3 separate regions of the Sus scrofa genome follow, and regions 2 and 3 are each linked to region 1. The links are chromatin contacts, called in public Hi-C maps. All regions are on one chromosome and are shown on one strand. Each heading gives the region's core, a stretch centred on a gene start, on an enhancer-like site or on the middle of the called end of the contact. The rest is flanking DNA. Distances are from core to core; before and after follow the strand shown. Region 1 has its middle 140 kb from the start of HAND2. Region 2 has its middle 250 kb from the start of CEP44. Region 3 overlaps LOC102163133 (a long non-coding RNA gene).

Region 1 (3,398 bases), core at 367-2,866:
ACACATAATTATCTCAAGAAAAACGGTGTCAGGCAAGCGCGGTCTCCATAAAGCGGACCCCGCGTGCGTCTTTCAGGCCCTGGCGCACAATAGATCATAGTTAAAAGTCTGTTAACAGACCTCTGACGGCTGAGCCGGGTAGCTTGTGGTTTCCTTCGAAGCCTATTGGCATAATGTGCGTTTATGTGTGAGGTGCAAATTGGCAGTTGCCTTCTATTGGTGCCCTTGGCAGAACAGAAACCATACAGTAGGGCTACCAGCAGGAAGTGCATTGCTTTGAAATTACCCAGCAGGGTTTCTACTTGCTGCTCTTGCTGCTTCTGAGACAGAGGCCTTCCATCGTCTGGCCATGATTAAAATCAAAGTGGAGGCTTCTTTGCTGGGTGCCAGTAAACTTAGGTGAAAAACAGAAACAATCTGGAGTTTTAATTATTTTAAAATGCAATGTAGGCAAGAAACCAAGATGAAAGCATTTTTGACTAATCTATCCCAATTATTTCACATAAACGGATTTGCTAAAAAAGAGACCCATAGAGAGATTGCCTTTACCAGAAACTTCATAACATATCTCACATCCATAAAATATATCTGTGCCACGTATGCCGTTTTCATGAAACTCACAGAGAAAAGTGTCCAAACATTATACTTTGAGGTGAATAGGGAAAACCAGATGTGCATTTACCTTATGCCAAACACAAGATGCTACATTTATATGAAAAAAGCCTTCAAAGCATAGAATAGAATTTATTGGTTAGTTACTACCTTAAAATAATCCATCCGTAAGGGAGCTTCTCTGTGTTATAATTAAGGTTGGTGTAATTCCATAGTAGGCTGGGCAGATAATTCCCATTATGCTTGTAGTTTCCAAAGCTGGCAGCTTCTGGATTTCCTCTTTTCAGTTTCATTTTTTTCCATGCAGGGTACAAAAGCATGAGTCATGAGTTCAGAGTTTGCTGTCTCTAATAATCCACTGGGAGAAAATTTAACTTGATTTGGAACAAAACGTATGGAAGGCAAACTGCTGTTACATTGAACAAGTCAGCTTTCAAATGAATGGTGGTTGGAATCAAGAATTAACATGCAGGTTCTTTGGAGAAACACCCCCCCCCCCCCAAGTACTGGGAGTTCATGCTTTCAGTTAGCAAATGTTTACCAAGTGCCTGCTATGTGGTAAGCACTGTGATTAGAACTAGGGACCAGACTCTCAAAGAGAAGCCAGAGAATTAAATAGTTATTTACACCTGTCACTCTGGACTCGGACTGTCATGCTAAGGACGTATAATGTGCCAGGTAGTACCTAGTGGGGACCCCTAGCCCACAGGTGGGATTTGACCACAAAGAGGGTGTGAATGTTACATTTCTATCATGATGGTCACATATTTTTAAAGACATATATAGTATGACTGGGTATATTTATACAGCAGAAATTGTCTCAATGCTGTGAATCAACTATACCCTAATAAAAAATAAATTAAAAAAGACATATAAGAAGAGGAAAAATATATCATTTTGATTGCAAGGTTAGAAATGGCTTAGGAAAATTGGATATGCAGGTCCATTCTCATCCTTTGAAAGTTTTCTTCTTCTAACCCTAATTTATTGTGAAACTTCAAATCATTTGGTTACAGCCAAGAGCAGGTTGACACTGCTCGAGATCAAAGTGCTTGAGCTACCGCATATGCTCAGGCAAGGAAGAAATCTAGATGTCAACCTTCTTCCACTTGAAATTCATATTAGAAAGAGAGAAATCATAATAACAGTTTCATTAAGGAACATTGACGAGTATCTTTTGTACCTATCTAAATTCGGAACCTGGCAGTTATTGGTTTCATCTGATAGACAGAAGCACAGAAGACTCAGCCTGTCCCTGGCCTTGAGGAATGAACACAGAATTTGCCGGCTGTACATGAAAGTCTGCTTACAAAAACTAGCTCCCACTGGTGGAAATACCTTTCTGTTCAGTACACGAAGTTGATGGAAGCTTTTGTCTTTCTCAAATTCTCCTCCTGATCAGATTTTATTTTTGCTCCAAGACAACCTTTAATTGAATAAACATAGTCATTTCGTTCAGAAAGAATTTCCATGACATGTGTTGAATAAAATGTACATGTTCTGTATCCATCCCAGCAGCACCACCTATTGTTATGTTGTAGCCTTTGTACTAAACTTTCAGGCATCTAATTTGTTTATTCCCCAATATCCCGCTTTGGCTTCTGATATACTACACATTTTACAGGGTATAAAGGTTGAGCATGAAGACTGTGGTGATATTTCTCAAGTGATAAACCAGTTCTGTAAATAAAATGCATTTTTGTGGCACTTCAGACTTTCATTTGAATTGGTGAAAGGAAACTGAATGGAGAGGCCGTATGATTATAAAAATATTTAGGAATGGTGGAATAGTGTTTGGTAAATGAGATCCAAGTCTTTAAAGTTACTACTATTATATATTATTTATAAAGTAAAAGTGGCATTTTTTTCCCAATGGGGTTTAAAAACACTGGGAAATAAAAAATATTATTATTTGCATTTACAAGTGAAAACAAATTCAGGAACAGTCAAATGGGACACTATAGAATTTTTCAGCCTTATTCCCAGAAGAGGCAGAGGTAGGATGGGATATTTTACATAGTCTTTATTTGATATTTACAGGCACATATATGAATGTGAGTCATAAACTATGTTTTCTGTAAGCCATGTTGATTTAAACCATGTAAACCATGTAAAGGACTTTATGAGGAAAATAGTAAGTAACATAAGGAGTATTTCCCTATACATTATACTTTTGAAACTTCCCCCCAACTCTCTGGGGGTGAGTGAGGTGGCCTTGAGCCTTTGTCTTCTTTTCCTGTTATGTCCACTCTTTTTGAAATTTTATCTGCTCATAGGTTCAATTACCATCTCTATGCCGATTGCTTCAAAATTTGTATTTATGTCCCTTACATCTCTCCCAACCTCTAGAAAAAGAATGTCTATAAGTGGGAGTTCCACAAAGTATCTGTATCTAAAACACCACAGACTTATCATTCTTCTGACCAAAGCACCACATCTTCCTGCATTCCTCATCCGTGTTAATGCTCTACCATCTGTCTAGTTGCCCAGGTCTCTCCTTCCTGTTCATGATCTTCACTCAATCAGCCATGACAGTGACATTTCTTCAGTATCTCTGAATCCTCCCATATTTAGTTCAGGCCTTATCATCTCTCACCTGGTTCATGACCATAACTCTACTACTTCAAATTGCACTTTCTCTGCTGGCAGACAAGGGGTTCTAAAATTTAGGACTCTTAAGAGCTTCACAAATGGTTTCTCATTGCTTTTAGAGTGCAGTCCAAATTCTTTACACAAATAATAAGATGCCATTTAAAAAGTAGGACCTATGGCTACATTTGTTTTTT
Region 2 (3,398 bases), core at 460-2,959, 170 kb after region 1:
AACAAGAAAAGTCTTTAAAAAATGTCATCTCCAGCCTTTTATTATTTTATGGGCTAATCTGAACACATAAAACTTGTTATTTCTACAAAATTCTCAACAATGATGGCTATAATGAAATTCTTGACAGTATTACTCTTAACACAAACCACAGATAACTTCAAATTGATTGAAATAAAAACGAAAAAGCCTTCTGGATGATAAAAAATAATGTAGTGGCTTTTTGCAAAACTTCCACTTTGATAACTTTATACTGATTATGGAAGTTTTAGTATCACCGTGACTTTCATTAAGTTTTATAATGGTAGCTAAGATAAGTACAGCTAAAAAATGTCCAGAGTGTTCTTGGGTTTAAAGGGTCACTTCCTTAATAGATTGGGGCTGTGTCAAATCTACTTTAAAATGAGATAGCACATATAAAAATACTTCAAAAAGTTAAAAGCACTATATAAATGCAGGACCTTTCATAGATCGAGGCCCTGTTTTGGAAGCACTTAACCATAATTACAAATGCTGATAAATGAAAAAAATAGGACACCAAAAATGCTTTCATTGCCTTTTTCCCCAGTGCAAGTGCACGCACCGAAGAGGAGAAATCTGTTTCATGAGTTAACTTGGCAAAACCATTTAAATACCAAACATGAAACAAGTATTCAAATCTCATTGAATGCTCCCTCCTTCTTTTAGCCTTGTATGAATGTAAGTTTGTTATAATAATAGTTTTAATTATAGTAGTCTAATGAGTATAATTATAAACACGATTTGTCTTTCCAAAATGATTCACTCTTCCAAAGCGATAAGCTATAATGCTAATAAACTTCTCCTAACTTGTTATTCTCCTCAAAAGGTAGGGATGGTTTTGTTTCCTTCCTCACTTTTATAGGAAAAATAATGTACAAACCTTTACTCTCGGGGTAGCATTAAGAATCAACTTCATCCCCCCAAAATTGCTGCGTCCTTGGGCTGTGCCCTTTAAGCTGTGAGGAAGCCCTAGCTCCCTCTACTGGCTGAATCATTATCACCGTTTCTAAGTTGCGTTGACCCAAGACTGACTGACATTCCTCCCCAGAAACTGAGGTGAAAACCGAGAGCTTTGCCTGCCGTGTGCTGGCCTTTCAGAAGCAGCCGTGAGCCAAACAAACCTGGGAAGTTTCTCACCATCTTTAAAAGAAAAAGAAAAAAGCGATTACCATGAATAAAGAGCCCTCAGTGGAAGAAAGAAATTACTTTTCCTAAAAAAAGAAAAAAAAAAAAAAAAAAGGTACCAAGGCGCCTTTTGAAGATGAAAGTACAGATGGGCAGTGCTCTGTATGTACCATATGACTTCCCTCGGGATAAATAGAGATGAAGCAATTCGTGAAATACAGTCACCTAAACTCTCGTGGCTGCTCATGGATGGATATTAAAAAATCCAGTATTTATCTTCCTGATCAACGGCTCATTAGGGCACTCCTACGTGTCGTCAGTGAGGGCAGCCCTGGAGTGGAGGTATTTTAAGTGGCGTGACACATTTTCTTTAGGTTCAGAGGGTTAAACAGGTAAGTGGTTTCACATGTAGGTCTTTCCTAAAACATGAGGACAAAAATGATGAGCTAGCCACTTTTTTAGAGGTGGAGGAAAAAAAATGGGTTAGAATACACAGTCTCTGGAGACACAGGCCCCCAGTAAGTGGAACCTTGTGACGGTGGAGGCGGAGCCAGGCAGCAGCTGGGTTCTGTCACCCTGACTGGGGCGGCCTTGTTAGTGTAGCGTGACCCCCAGAGGGCTCCCACAGATAATACCGGCACCTCTCCCCACTCTAATCTCCCACCCGTCTGAGCAATTCAACAGGAGATAGGGGCATTAAGGCCATATTATTCCAAACAACATTTAGCTGAATGGTAGCTGAAGATTGTGACAGCCAAAGACAAATTCTCCCGGTCAAATGCTTTCCTTCCCAGAAAAGTTTCCTGTTTTAGGATTTTTAAGGCACAAAAAGGTCATTAAAATGAAACCAAAAAGGAAATCCCACACCACCCTTTGCTGAACCTGGGAAGACTTTTCAATCTCAGACAGAATTTGGGGAGCTTCCTCTGCTACTAGGGGCTATAATAAATTCACCAAATATTCAGACTAAGTCAGTCCTTCATATATGTGCTGATTTTGTTGACATTGTTGCGTATCTCCAGATATGGGCACATAGCCGGTTTTTACAATACATCGCCGAATATCCGGTGGCCAGTAGCTGTTTTTGCTGGAATGGGACAGGGTTATAACAAATCTTGGGTCAAAACTCTGAAGCCAGCGACAAAGTACTGCTTCGTTAACAACTTCCCCTGCGTTTAGACCTTATCGAATGTGTTTTCCCACAGCCCCAGTGAGCAAAAGGAAAAACGTTCTTCAATTCTTAGAGCTGATCTTCAGGGCTACGACTCGACTCTGACATTCTTCCCTATTTCAAAGCGGGAATCTAAGCAAATAGATATTTAATGTACATGAGGAGAATTAAGAGTATCCCCTGTGGTTCCTTTTTCTATTTCTATTGTTTTTCCTTTCAAAATATCAGCACCAGGATTATACTGTGATGTTCTAATAATCCAATTTGGGTTTGAAATTCTGGCAATGAGACTTATGGGAAAAAAAAAAAAATCGGCTATCTCTCCGGTAATCTGCAATGCCTGGTGTTCTCAAATAAGATCAGACAGTGATGGGAGATGATGCTTTCCTGTGACAGGGAGCTGTGTTTTGGGAAAGGCTGATTATTCTTTTCATTTTGTCTGCACCCAGCATGACCTGGCTTATATGCAAATATTTGACTGGAGGCAATAGCCAGGGTCTCTCACACTCCCGAGTTTCACCATAGTTATTAATAATGGATAATGCTAATCATTTAAAAAAATCTCCTTTCCAAAAAATGTGTGCTTTGCACACTTCACAGGAGGTTATCATATCAATAGGAGCTGTTTTCTGTATCATTCTTTTAAACATTCTTTTAACAGACTTTTTAATGATAAGGATGAGCTTTACTCTATTGAACAGCATATTACATAGCTTTGAAATTCATACTTCAGTTGAGAAAAATATATTTCCTGTATGTCAACTCAAATAGATTCATTTTGTGTTGTTTTCTGAGTCAAAGAAAGTAAGCTCATTCTGTGTGTGTGTGTGGGGGGGGTATTGGTGAGTCGTGAAGATGGCTAGTCACTCTTGTACACCATAGTAATTCATTTGTTGAATCTGCCCATAAGTCTTAATAGATTATGAAAACATGAATCTATTCTCATTAGAACGATTTCACCAGTTTATTAAGAGTTATATCTTTGGGTCACAAAAACAAAGGGAAAATTTATTAATGATAAACATGCTCACTGTTTCAACCTAATGTGAAGCATGTCACTTTACAACTGGAACTTTGTAATTAT
Region 3 (3,398 bases), core at 386-2,885, 130 kb after region 1:
TTTCACCAGTGAGAGATAATATTAGACCAGTTTATTGTTTTAGTAAGTTATCAACAATTTTTCTTAAAATATTGATGGTTTAAAATCCTTTGCAAGATAACTTCTTTTGTTAGTAAGGCTTAAAACAAGTAGGCAAAAGAATGGTCACTACATATATTAATATGAGAAAATCAAATGAAATCACAAAGCTCTTAAAAAAAGGCGTTCTACTGAAATAGAAGTCCCTGATCAAGTTAAAAGCCTGGTTTATAACTTGTGATGCATTACCTCAAATCTACATCCGAAATAATTTCTTGACCAGAAGACTCTGGGTTTTTTATTTTAGACAAATATTTCTGACCTCCATTCTTACAGAGTTTAGTCAGCTCGTGTTAGGATATCTTTGGTGGACCACAGATTTATTTTCCCAATGTTTATATCCATGCATCCATTTTTAAATGGAAACATCTGAGTTTTCAGTGGCTATGAGCCAATCTTGAGTGAGGAAGTACTATTTATACAACACATGGTACCATATCTGGGTGTGGCCAAAATAATTGCATGTCCATATGCATCTCAAGTTTCTGCCACATTGAGAGATTAATAGTAGAGTTCATCACTTCTCAGAATGTCTTTGGGCTTACTCTCACTCTGTTGTAGAGGAAAGGTGATTTTAATTTGGTTTTCCTGTAAAGAACCTATTGTTTCTTCTTCCTAAATTATCAACTTCACCTTCAAACATTGTAAACAATGCCGACATGAGTTAATTTCCAGATATTTATACTACCTTTGGCAGGGCAGTCCCTTTCACTTCAGTGCCAATACATAAGTCTTTGGCCTTTTATAAAGGTAGCATGTTTTTCTTTGAAGTAGAGTTGCCCTAGCTATGTCAGAAAAACATGTGTTTCCATTCTTCCACCTGAGAGATATATGTCCTCACGGAAGAGGGTCCCAGAGTGAGTCAGTCAAGCTGTTGTTACTTTTTGGTGATGGTGATGATTTTTTGGGGGGTGGGGAGGGGGGTACCCCTGTCTGTATAGCAGATGAATTAACTCTTTACAGATATTGATACATTTCTTTGCCAGAGTGACAACACTGGCTTGAGTTGTGAGGTTTACATCTATGGCTGGAAAATCATGTCGCTCCCATAAACAAACCATATGAAAAGATGAAAAAATAACATAAATGTTAGCAACTTTCCAACAGGTTCATGGAGTTGTCGCTTTAAATATTAGGAAAACATACTTAAACTGGAATATATTATACCCAGTGAAAATTAAGTGAGTATCGCATGCTTTCTTGGAGGATGCCAATGATATTTCTAAATATCCTAAAAAGAAAGAAAGAAAGAAAGAAAGAAAAAGAAACTTCCCTGTCCCACCCCCACCTTCCTTTGAATGGGCAGTGTCACTTGGGCCAGGCAATTTAGGTCTTAGTACTTTTATCAGCATGAGAGGTCCCAGCCTAAAGCAGGGAACTTGGTTTTTTTCCTTTTATTTGTTTTCTTTTCAAGATATCGACGATACAGCCCTATCAATGTACAGTTTAGTGAGATGGATGGCACTTCCCTGGCTGGCAATTCAGGGGAGTCTGACCCTGCTTGTTTACATGAACACGTTTTAGAACCGCCAGCCAGCTTCCAGCCGCGCTGCCCGCTGCCCAGCACTGAGGGGAAAAGCCATCAGCAGGCCGACAGGTCCATGATAAACTCACCCCCATTTGGCAAGCAAGGAAGCAGGATGATAAGGGCTCTGATTTATGTTTTATCTGTCACTAAGTTTTCAGTCAAGTCGGGCAACCAGCCTGAACTGACTGGGTTCTGTTATCACCTCAGATGCCACAGATTTCTTAAATGAGGCAGAGTCTTGGGCGGCTTTTAAAAAGAATTTTGTTTCACCTCTTTGGAGAAGCTTAGCGTTGCTGCATTTAAACACCCCTATCTGCCTCCCTAAACTTTGAAGCTATAAACTAGCCTGGGGGGTGAGGGTGGGGCTCTTTTGCAGGACTAATTCTTAACTGCCTAGATCACCTACGTGTAACTAAGGCACTCTTGGAAGCACAAAACCAGTCTCCATTATGCCTGAGGTTTAAAAAAAAAAAAAAAAAGTGTTAATAAGAAGATTGCATGTACCTTTCTGTTCCAATTTACCTAAAAAGAAAAATTTCTACTGATACTGCGAGTTCAGATCCTGAATAAAATATAGGTTGGCTTCAGAGAATGAAAATTAACTCAAAGAAGATAATCGATCTTCAAGGAGAAAACGTGTCAGTGGATACAATTAGGAAGCAAAAATCTCCTGTTCCTTTGTGATGGATGCTGCAGGATGGCTATGGGGGTCAATGGGAGATTAGCCTACATAAAAGCGCTAGAGGGTCCTTATCTAGTGACTAACACAGTCAGTAAATGAAAGCCCTCCTTACCCTTCCCCAACCTATTTCCAGTTGTTTTCCCCCAAGTTTAAATTGGCTTGTCGTTTTACAAGGATGGATGGGTATTATTTTTAAGCTTTTATTTTACAATGGAAGAATGTGGGTGTTTCAGAGTGAAATTTTCCCATGGAGAAGGGGATAGCAATGAATTATAAACAATGTGAACCCTCCCAAGCTTTTTACACACACACATACATAACATAGACACACAAATATATGTGTATCTCTCTCTCTATATATATATATATAGATACACAGACACACACGCATATGTGCTTATGCTCTAATATCTTCTCTACCAGTGGTGTTTTCTTTCCAAACATCATAGAAAGAGAAGTGGGGGTGGGAAGCCATTGGAAACTGTCTTCTACAATGGTAGTCTCTCTCCTGTATTCTCAATTGTTTAATCTCTTCGGTACTTGACATGGACTCAGAGAAACCCTTGACATATTGTCCCTGAGGAATATCCTTCAGTGACACCTCTGCCCCTTTCTTCCTCCAGGATAAACTCCAAACTTCTTAGCCTGAAAACTACTGTTTCCCTATCTGGTTACCTGAGGTCCCCTCCATAGTCCATGCTTTGACCCTTTATTAATTTTACCTTCTCTAGGAGATCAAGGATTTTTAAAATGAACCATGTTGATCACTGCTGTTTCCCCCAACACCTATAACTATTCCTAGAACACCCTTAGTAAGTGACCAATAACTATTTGTTTTCCTTAGTCTAGAAAAATTCTCCTTTCTTCCTCAGACTGAATTTTACTTGTATTTCAACTTTTGGGTGACTTGAGGGAAGTGTTCTATCTCCCCGTCTGGATCCAGGAAACACACCACTTTCATGCCTCTTAGAGCACCCACTGAACCCCTTCAGCATTTTATACACTGCATTTTTTTTCAAAACAAAAACTGTTGGAAGTTCTCTCCCGGTGGAGCAGGTTAAAGGATCTGGCACTGTCACTGTAGTGACTTGGGTTGATGCTATGCCATGG

What was found. Hi-C and Micro-C count contacts between places; a contact is called where the count stands out from the background.
Region 2: a contact with region 1 is called in a Hi-C map of heart right ventricle, with 5 times the contacts expected there. The contact joins two enhancer-like sites. A contact is called at or near these places in 5 of 47 Hi-C or Micro-C datasets (embryonic fibroblasts, epiblast stem cells, fetal heart ventricle and 1 more).
Region 3: a contact with region 1 is called in a Hi-C map of heart right ventricle, with 3 times the contacts expected there. The contact joins two enhancer-like sites. A contact is called at or near these places in 3 of 47 Hi-C or Micro-C datasets (embryonic fibroblasts, fetal heart ventricle and heart right ventricle).

What each region holds. Positions count from the first base shown.
Region 1 is chr14:16,317,564-16,320,961 of Sscrofa11.1, reverse strand. No RefSeq gene overlaps it. Among named protein-coding and RNA genes, the nearest start is that of HAND2, 140 kb to the left of the region's middle. Within about 2 kb of position 1,616, at least 3 of the 83 cell types and tissues checked have an H3K27ac peak or open chromatin away from gene starts, as enhancers often do.
Region 2 is chr14:16,144,277-16,147,674 of Sscrofa11.1, reverse strand. No RefSeq gene overlaps it. Among named protein-coding and RNA genes, the nearest start is that of CEP44, 250 kb to the right of the region's middle. Within about 2 kb of position 1,709, at least 10 of the 83 cell types and tissues checked have an H3K27ac peak or open chromatin away from gene starts, as enhancers often do.
Region 3 is chr14:16,182,683-16,186,080 of Sscrofa11.1, reverse strand. All of the region lies in intron 1 of LOC102163133 (a long non-coding RNA gene), which reads left to right. Among named protein-coding and RNA genes, the nearest start is that of HAND2, 280 kb to the left of the region's middle. Within about 2 kb of position 1,635, at least 3 of the 83 cell types and tissues checked have an H3K27ac peak or open chromatin away from gene starts, as enhancers often do.